Linked DNA regions of Mus musculus: all the other regions are linked to region 2. The links are chromatin contacts, called in public promoter capture Hi-C maps. All regions are on one chromosome and are shown on one strand. The core of a region is the stretch at or near the end of the contact, and the rest is flanking DNA. Distances in the headings are between cores, read along the strand shown.

What was found. Capture Hi-C pulls out chosen DNA fragments and counts their contacts.
Region 1: a contact with region 2 is called in a promoter capture Hi-C map of pancreatic islet. The contact joins the promoter of Sertm1 here to the promoter of Spg20 in region 2. A contact is called at or near these places in 2 of 39 promoter capture datasets (hippocampal neurons and stem cell-derived epiblast-like cells), 2 of 115 datasets of contacts at active chromatin or transcription factors (embryonic stem cells and forebrain) and 2 of 9 other capture datasets (liver and pancreatic islet).
Region 3: a promoter capture Hi-C map of pancreatic islet shows a contact between it and region 2. The contact joins the promoter of Dclk1 here to the promoter of Spg20 in region 2. A contact is called at or near these places in 2 of 9 other capture datasets (adipose tissue and pancreatic islet).

Annotation. Positions count from the first base shown.
Region 1 is chr3:54,914,521-54,917,349 of GRCm38.p6, forward strand. Sertm1 (serine rich and transmembrane domain containing 1) reads right to left here and starts at 1,367. Exons shown (of 3, transcript NM_177854.4): 1 at 1,217-1,367; 2 at 587-751. It overlaps Gm31358 (a long non-coding RNA gene), which reads left to right and starts at 1,499. Exons shown (of 4, transcript XR_375676.2): 1 at 1,499-1,571.
Region 2 is chr3:55,110,805-55,113,544 of GRCm38.p6, forward strand. Spg20 (spastic paraplegia 20, spartin (Troyer syndrome) homolog (human)) reads left to right here and starts at 1,304. Exons shown (of 9, transcript NM_144895.2): 1 at 1,304-1,413.
Region 3 is chr3:55,241,018-55,243,996 of GRCm38.p6, forward strand. Dclk1 (doublecortin-like kinase 1) reads left to right here and starts at 1,347. Exons shown (of 17, transcript NM_001195538.2): 1 at 1,347-1,734.

The DNA of each region.
Region 1 (2,829 bases), core at 117-2,616, 200 kb before region 2:
GTGAATCGGAGGCACAGAAACGGAAAAGTATCCTAGAACAAGCATCCTAAGGAGTGGTTTCTGGGTGGACCTCAGTTCAGGGCCTGCAGTTGTCCATTCACCAGCATTGGGAGCAGTTGTCCATTCACCTGCTCTGGTACCTGCATTGGGAGCCAAGTCCAACAGGATAGCTTTGACCTTCCTCTAAACAAAGCACTGTGAGACAAGACCCACTGAATTGAAGTGCTTCAACAGAACATTCTTGCCAGGAAGACAAATCGGCAGAGAAAACGGAGGACATTAAGAAACAGACCTAGTCCCTGGAGTCCCTGACACTAAACCTGGGGGAGCCCCCGGCACCAGACACCTGACCGCACAAGGCACACAGGCACAGTCCACAAACCTGATCTTCAAGACGTTTCTGCGAATGAATGTGGCTCTCTGTTCTCTCAGGAGGAGGGAGTGTTGCTTTTTCTTCGGTCTTAATGAGAACTCAAACATTTGCCCATAATGCGCGCACCTCCCGCTTGCCTGGGAGGTGCAGGACTGCAGGCAATCTCGCCTCTCACATCCCGGGAAAGAGAAGGGTTGAGAGTGAATTGCTTACCCGGTTTTGGGGGGAGCTAAGAAAGCTCCGCTGGGGAACCCAAGAGTTCAGCGGGAAGAACTTATCCGAATTCGCAGCCAGGCGAGGAGACTCAAGGGAATACAGGACAGAGAAACGCCAGCCGTCAATGTGCCTGTGGCGACTCCCCAGGAAAAGCAGATGACCCTAGAAATAAAGAAATGCTCTCATACACCTCAAACCCCACACAAAAGGCATCAGAAACGTATTACAAAGTGTAAACTGCCCGCAGAGGAATCATCCTTTGCAGCAGCGCGGACTGGAGGGCAGACTTTCCTGACTCCCCGAGCCCAGGAATCAGGCGGGTCATCCCAGGGCCAAGGACATTGCCTGCCCGGCCCCTGGTGAATCCAGCTGTAGTTGGCTGGCCCAGTCTCCCAGAGACCCTGAGAGCTGGGCTTCCGGGGCCAGCTAAGAAAAGAAAAGATTCGGGAGGCGTTCCACAGCAAGGAGCCAAATCTCAAGTAGTCCCAGGAGAGTCGGGATGAAGCATCCCGAAGCTAAGGAACCCCCTGCCACCCTAGGCGGGGCGTCCGGAGGCCCTCTCTAGGGACCAGCCCACTGCCATTGCTCTGTGACCGGTTCGTTTTAGTTCCCAACTCTTGTGCTCACTGATGTGCAGATCTGGACTCCGGCGCTGGGGTGGGGCAGCGGCCCTGTCTTGACGACGTGCGCCCCACGACGATCCTAGGGAATGCACCTCGCGGGGGCGCGGAGCGAGAGCAGAGCGCACGAGCGGCGAGCGCAATGGGAGTGGGCACCCGGTAGGCTGCGCTGGGCTCTGCGCTGTCCCTCCTCCCTCCGGGGCCATGCGACCAATGGCAGAGAGCTGGGCCCACTCCCCGCCGCCAGGCAGCCCAGGCGCTCTGGAGCTAGGACAGCACGGCGTTCTAACGAGGGAGGAGCTTACACCCTGGTTGGAGGACGAGGAGGCGTTTGCGCGGGGAGCCCCATCTGGGGAAGGCAGGTGTGGTGTGCTGAACTTTTGTGGCGATATGTGGTGGGCTTCAGTTTTTTTTTCCCCCCTAGGCTCAGGGGAAAGCATCCCTTTCCTGTCAAAGTTTCCCTTCTTATGTCTTTACGAGTCCTGCGCAGCCTCCACTCCAAAAGGGCGAGCTGCAAGGGACATCGCCTTCTATGATGAATTTCACCTCAGCCCCCTCCCCCATTCAGTCTTTCTCCTTCCCGCCCTCTCAGTCCTCTGAGAAACCATCTAATGAATGAATAGAACCATGGTTTCTACGACCGCCAGTCACACAGATAATCATTAAAGACTACACGGATAAATGTCACAATCCTATAAAGGAACGATGGAACGGGAGCCTTCCGTGCCTGGGCTTGTTTAGATGCTTTGGGGAGAAGAGAAGCTTGGTTTCTTTGGTGTCTTGGGTTCTTTTTTATTCAAAGACCCAGTTGGCTCCCTGGTCTATATGATCTGAAGCACTGAGCTCTGGGACATGTTGGTTACTTTTTGTTGATGGATTTTCACCCGGAGGACCGCCCCCCCCCCCCATTTTTTGGCTTAAAAGTGAACCAACAAAGCACTGGGCTGCCTAAATCTTCGTGACAGCTCGTTGTTCACCAGTGCCTAGCTCCTGGATTACACTGTTTCTGTCCACGTTTATTGGTTTTCCAGGTAGAGACAGGCATGGGGCCTAACTCTGAGACACCGTTGTGATAAAAGCTATGCTGTCTCTGTTCTGCTTGTCCTGGGCATGTGAGTCTTTTCTATGTGGATATGCGTGTGCCTCACTTAAGATGAGGGGGAGGGGGACGTGTGGTGGAACTGAACATGGAGCTCAGATGGTGGAGCACTCGAACAGCTAGAGACTTTGGAGTCCACTCCCAGCACCACATAAACTCAGCATGGTGGCACTTACTTGTACTCCCAACACTTTAAAGGTGGAGACAGAGTTCAAGGCCATCTTTAGCTATGGAGCCAGGACCAAGGTAGCCTTGTCTGAGACTCCATCTCATTTAAAATAAAATAAAAATGTAGGGGGAGCTGAATGAGCTGTATTGTCAAGAGAGCAAGTTCAAAGACGCTTCTCTCCAAACATTTGTACTCCAGAGCTCACCTACTTTTTGTTTGCTTGATTTTGAGATAAGGGCTCACTCTATGACCTAGGCTGGTCTTTGACCCACTGTGTAGCCCAAGCCCATCTCACAATGATGGTCTTTCTGATTTAGCATCCCAAGTGCCTGGTTGGTAAACCTCAACCATT
Region 2 (2,740 bases), core at 54-2,553:
CATTGTAAAATGATTTTGAGCATATGATTTGAAAGCAGTTAAAGAATAAAGGCAGGATGCCATTATAAAATCCTACCTGATTCACTTAAACAAAATAAATAGGAGTGTGTCCTAGTTATATTTGTTGCTATGATTCAGAGGAATAAGAAGAGGTTTAACTCAGGTCACTGGTCCAGGTTATAATCCAGTATTATGAGAAAGTCAAGCAGGAAATCAAACATCTAGATATATCACACCTACAGTCAAGAGCAGGGAGAAAGGAATTAACTCAGGCTTGCCTGCCTGATTGCTTGTGCCTAGTGCATTTTCTCCATTCTTTCAAGGCCTCCTATCTTGGAAATGGTGCTGCCCACAGTGAGCTGGGTCATGCCACATCAATTAACTTAAGACACCCCCCACACATCCAACCTAACGCAGACCATCTCTCATCGGGACTCTACCCAGGTGATTACAGGTGGTGTCAAGAGAGGGAAAGGAATTTTACAACGACTGAATTATTTGAATCAAGATAAATGGATAATTTTATGAACAATTCTAACTAGGGGTAGACTTTGCTGGGCTGGTTTTGGTTACTTAACACTCCCACCAGTAAGGCAGGAGGACCGGAAAAAAAACCATCTTGCCAAACCCTTTTCTGCTTATCTTTTGATTACAGCCATTCTAATGAGACAGAAGTTACATCTCATTTTGATTTGAGTTAGCCTGAAGACTCGTGATAGTCACTATCTTTTGTTTGTTTGTTTGTTTGTTTTCGAGACAGGGTTTCTCAGTATAGCCCTGGCTGTCCCGGAACTCTCTTTGTAGACCAGGCTGGCCTCGAACTCAGAAATCTGCCTGCCTCTGCCTCCAGAGTGCTGGGATTAAAGGCGTGTGCCACCACGCCCGGCGGATTCACTATCTTTTGATATTCTTTCTGGTGGTCTGTATATCTTGTCTAAAGAAGGATCTACTCAAATCTTTTATTCACTTTTAATTGTTGCACTTATAAATTATTATGGTGTGTTCTTTATGGATTACAGAGCAAATAAAAAATAATGACCTCTTCTTCACTGCTGAGCCGTCTCTCCAGCCCCCAGCCTTGTGAGGTTTTTGTTTGTTAGTTTGTTTTGTTTTTATGTCACAGATTTAACACTTTGCACAGGTCAGGCAAGGTCCCAGGTTCCAGGCAACCATTTGTTCTCCCAATCCTCAGTGCCCGACCCAGGTCTCCCCCTGGCGGCCGGAAGCTGTCATTGCCGTGGCACTGCGGGTCCCTTCGGCGGCCCCAGGGCAGCCGGTACGGAGTGCGCAGGCGCGGTCCGACGTGGCCTGGGCCTGGCTGAGGCCGGAGGGTGTGTGGGGCCTGCAGTTGCGCGCTCTCCGTGGGCTCTCGGGCTCGGAGCGGACCGCTGGCTACCCGTGCGCCTTTGGAAGGTCAGAGTGGGCAGAAGCTCAGCTCCGCGCCGGTGTGGTGACGCGTGGGCGGGGCCGGACCTAGAGGGCGTCACGCGGGGCTTTGTGAGCCGGGTCCACCCCGGGACGCCCAGCGGGGGTGGGGGCTGCGGCCCGGGTCCAGGCGGCATCTTGCTGAGAGCCCTTCTGCCAAGGAAGTTTCCAGAAGTCCTGCTGAGGCTATTCCAGCTAGTACTGAAGGAGCCTTCGCCCATCTTTCGTCTCCTACAGCTCTGGCCCGGGGAGCGGCGCTCAGGTCCTAGATCCTCCTGCCCCAGGAACCCGCGCATCCCTGGTGCTGGCCCTCCCATCCTTGGTCCCTTCTTATCCCCGGCGCTGGTCCTTCAATCCTGCGCCCCCGCGCATCCTTGGTGTGCGTTTACCTATCCCTGATCCTCGCTTGTCCCTTGGTTCGGATCCTCCCATCCCTGATCTCTGGTGATCCCTAGTGTGCGTCCGCCACTGTTCCCTCTCCAAACCCCACTGGCTTTCTTGCTCCTCTACAGCTTGTCCAACGTTGGCAGCTGAAAGCGCCAGGAGCCACAACACTGGCAGTGAATGGAGCGGGCATTGGTAATTGGGATACAAGTTTACTGGCTTCCAGCATCTCAAAGGACCCCCGAGGCCTAACTTTAGGTCTAGAAAAGTTTTCTCTGGGAGTGTGTGTGGTTTTGTGAGGCTACTTTATTGCTCTAGTGTACGGCTGGTTCCGTTATTCCCCATGGTTGTGGGATTGCTTAAGGATCCTCGAGATTTGCTTTGTTGTATTATAAACGGAACGGTTTTTGATCGATGAAATGACCCTCGGATACCTAAGAATTTAGCAACTGTTTTAAAATTTTCAGAAGCAATTAAGTGAATAATGAGTGCTCCTAGTTCTGAGGGAACTGGTCTTGGTTGGTGTGCCTTCCTGATGGTCTTAATTGTGTTTGTGGAGGACTTGTTTGAAACAGGAAACCTCTGTATTTTGAGGAATGTGGTTTGTTGCCCACGTGGTGCGCGGTACAATCTGAAACATACAGTTCCCAAGCAAGAAAGAATTGTTGGAATGGTTCTAGAGTTGAACCCTCCCTGACAATCAGTCCCCCATGTTCCCGACCCAGATAGGAGGAGTGAGGGATGTAGCTTAGTACAGTATGCTCAGTATAGTTGATCATGAAATATTGTACACGTCAGAGAGAGACGAAAATCTGCTACTTTCATTTTAAAAATGTTATATCTGGGTGATGAGTAAATTAGCCTTATTTCATCATTCTATATTTAAATTAAAAGTCTGAATAATGGGACTGGAAAGATGGTTCAGCAGTTA
Region 3 (2,979 bases), core at 97-2,596, 130 kb after region 2:
TAGGGGATACCACATCCTCTCCTGGTCTCCAGGAGCACTGCACACATGTGCTATGCATACATACATGTAGGCAAACATTCATACACATAAAATTGAGATAAATAAGTCATTTATAAAATGAAATGACCTTGACAGCATGTCCACTGGGGGGAGGTTCGAGGTAGGATCTCTATTAGTCACACACTTGGAAGAAATCACTGGGGACTTCTCACTGGCAAGATAAGTGGAGGTCTTGATTTCTGGTCTCAATGAAACAGACTTGTTTGGTGTCCATCTCTTGGCTTAGCTCTGAGCCTTACTTTTGCACTAGAATTTGAAGAAGCAGAGCGTGGGACTTTGCATCTAGTTAATTTGGTGAGTGCATTCTACACTCATCTCTGGCCTCTTGAGTAGCTCAGAAGTAGATATCTCATCATTTATTGAATATGTAATACATATCCCAGTTGGCTGCATTTTCTAACAAAGGGTAATCAGCATGAACAGAATACTTCAGGAGAATTTCAGAATAACTTTTAGTAACAATAAATAGTAAAATACATAACTGGACCCAGTGGGCAGAAAAAATTAATTTTGTGTTTTTTATTGAGCAGCCCAGAGTCAGTAAGACAAACAAATACATATATTGGCATGTGTCTATGTATTGTCTAATGACTTTTAAATATATATATTTAGGCTGCATACTGAGCCATGCAAATGTTTCAGAGATACCTGGGATGGGGTCCCAGTCCCCAGAATTGTATCCAGTGGAAGCTGTGAACATCTGGGTTCTGAGAACATTCTTGTTCGGGGAGGGAAGGCTTGTGTAAGCTTATGGGACTTTCCACCCTGACAGACTGCCAGTCTTGCAGCCAAGAGGCCTCCAAGAGCAGTCTAAGTGTGGCCTTAAGTTATCAAAAGCTTATTGTGAAATAAAGCCCTAAGCAGGAGGCCACCATCTCAACAGTGACTCATGTCTTGGGGTCAATCGCGAATGACGAGTGGAACGTGGCCCTCCCCAAGTAGGGAGACTGAGGATTACTTTACATTGCTTAGTTTGAAGGGTCCAGATCTGGTCTCCCAGGACAGTTCAGAAAAAGCAGTTTTGAGGGGCAATCCTACTGGCTTCCCTATTCCTGGGAAGGGCGTGTCAAACCACAATGCCAAATGAAAAGATGTAGGGGTGTGTGGGTAGGTGGGTGAGTTCCTCTGGTCTCCTTTGATGAAGGCGACCTCAATACTGGACCACTTCTCTGCCCAGCACATGACCTGCTTCAGATTCATCTCTATCGATATTCTTTCTCAGTTCCCTGAGCCACCAACCAATCTGCCCCCATCCTCTGGCAAGTCCTTCTAGCGACTGGGGAGGCTTGGGAGCGGAGGGGTGTCCAGGCAATCCAGATTACCAAGACCATTGCAACCAGAAGCCTGGCTAGAGGAGGGAGGACCCTGGACTCAGCCACGGTGGGCGCGCCCTGCCAAGGAGGGCGGAGGGCGGAGCAGGAGAAGGAGGGAGAAGGGAGGGCATGTGAGCGAGTGAGACACAAGAAAAGCTTGCGCGCCACCGCCCTCCTCGGGAGAGAGGCTGGAGTGAGGCTGAGCGGAGAACCGCATTTCAATGAGGACCAGCTCCAGCGCATCAGTGCACTAGCGGTCGCAGCTTCCAGACGCTCGTGCTCCGCAGCCCCAGCCGCGCCCAGCCCGGCGAGGACAGCTCCAGCAGCCGGCCACAGACAACCCAGCCTCCACCCGCGACCGGTGCGTGCTTTGCCTGGGCTGGGGAAGGTGCGGGCAGGCCCCGTGGTGCCGTCTGACCGCAGCCCTGGAAGCCCTGGCCAGGATGGACCCCACTGGGCAGCAGCCGCCCCGCCCGCCGTTCCTCGAAAGACGGCTGCTCTGGGCTGGCTAGTTTGGTCCGGCCAGGAAGCGTTGTGTGCCCGCGGCCCCAGGGTTGCTGGCTCCTGCCTCTTTTGTCTGGTGCCACCGGCTTTAAATAGGGAGTCTGGCGGGTTGGGCCCTCCAAGGCTTTCCATCCCCTTGTTGTTGGAGATAGAGAGCCGCGGAGGAGCTGGGAGAGGCGCTTGTCATTGTCAGGATTGACTGTGGAGCTAGGACCAAGTGGGCAAGGAAGGAGTGGCTGGGCCTGGCCTCTTATTGTGTGCATGCTTTCCCGAGTGCCCAGGAGGGTGGCATGTGCCTGGTGATGGGGGCTGCAGTGTAGGCGTTGCAAGTACCTTTTTGCATGGTCTCAAGTTCCTCTGGGGACAGCCAGGAAGCCTTGTGTACGAATTAGTACCTGCAGTGCTAAAAGCATGCAGAGAGGAAAAGACATTTTCCTCCTAGGGGGAGCGCACACACAGCGCCGCATTGCCCCACAAAAGAGGCTGCTTTTGAAAATCAGGTTTCTGAGGCATCGCCACTGGATTTGGCAAGGAAATCCTTGTGGGTGAGAGAAGTAACAAGAAGATTTCATTCAAACAGGGCTCCCTCTCTGACTGCACCTGTGAATGTGTGCCCAGGTTACTGTGCACGCGCGCTCAGCTGCCACACTGCAGGGTGTTCCGAAGGGGGCGGGGGGGGGGTGGGGAACGACCGTGTCATGACTGTTCCTAAATATATCGCCTTTCAATGGGAAAGGAAAGTAGGGCAGCGTTTTAGGTATGGAATGTTTCATGAATGCAGGTTAGGAGGGATTTCAAGAGAGGTTATATGTAAGAACATTTAAAAGATGTTCCCACATCCTGTGATGTGCTGGCTTGGGTGGTGCGTGCACTCCGGAGAAACACATGCATGTCTTTTATTCCATACCTCTCTATCCACCTGAATCCTAATCCAACTGCTAAAATATGCTTTGGGATTTCCATGTGTGATGGCGTGGATTTATGCTAGACGTGTGTGTGTGTGTGTGTGTGTGTGTGTGTGTGTGTGTGTGTGTGTGTGTTTCTAAAATTGATGAAATGGGAGCTCATTCACAGAAAGGTGAATATAATATTCCTTAGAATG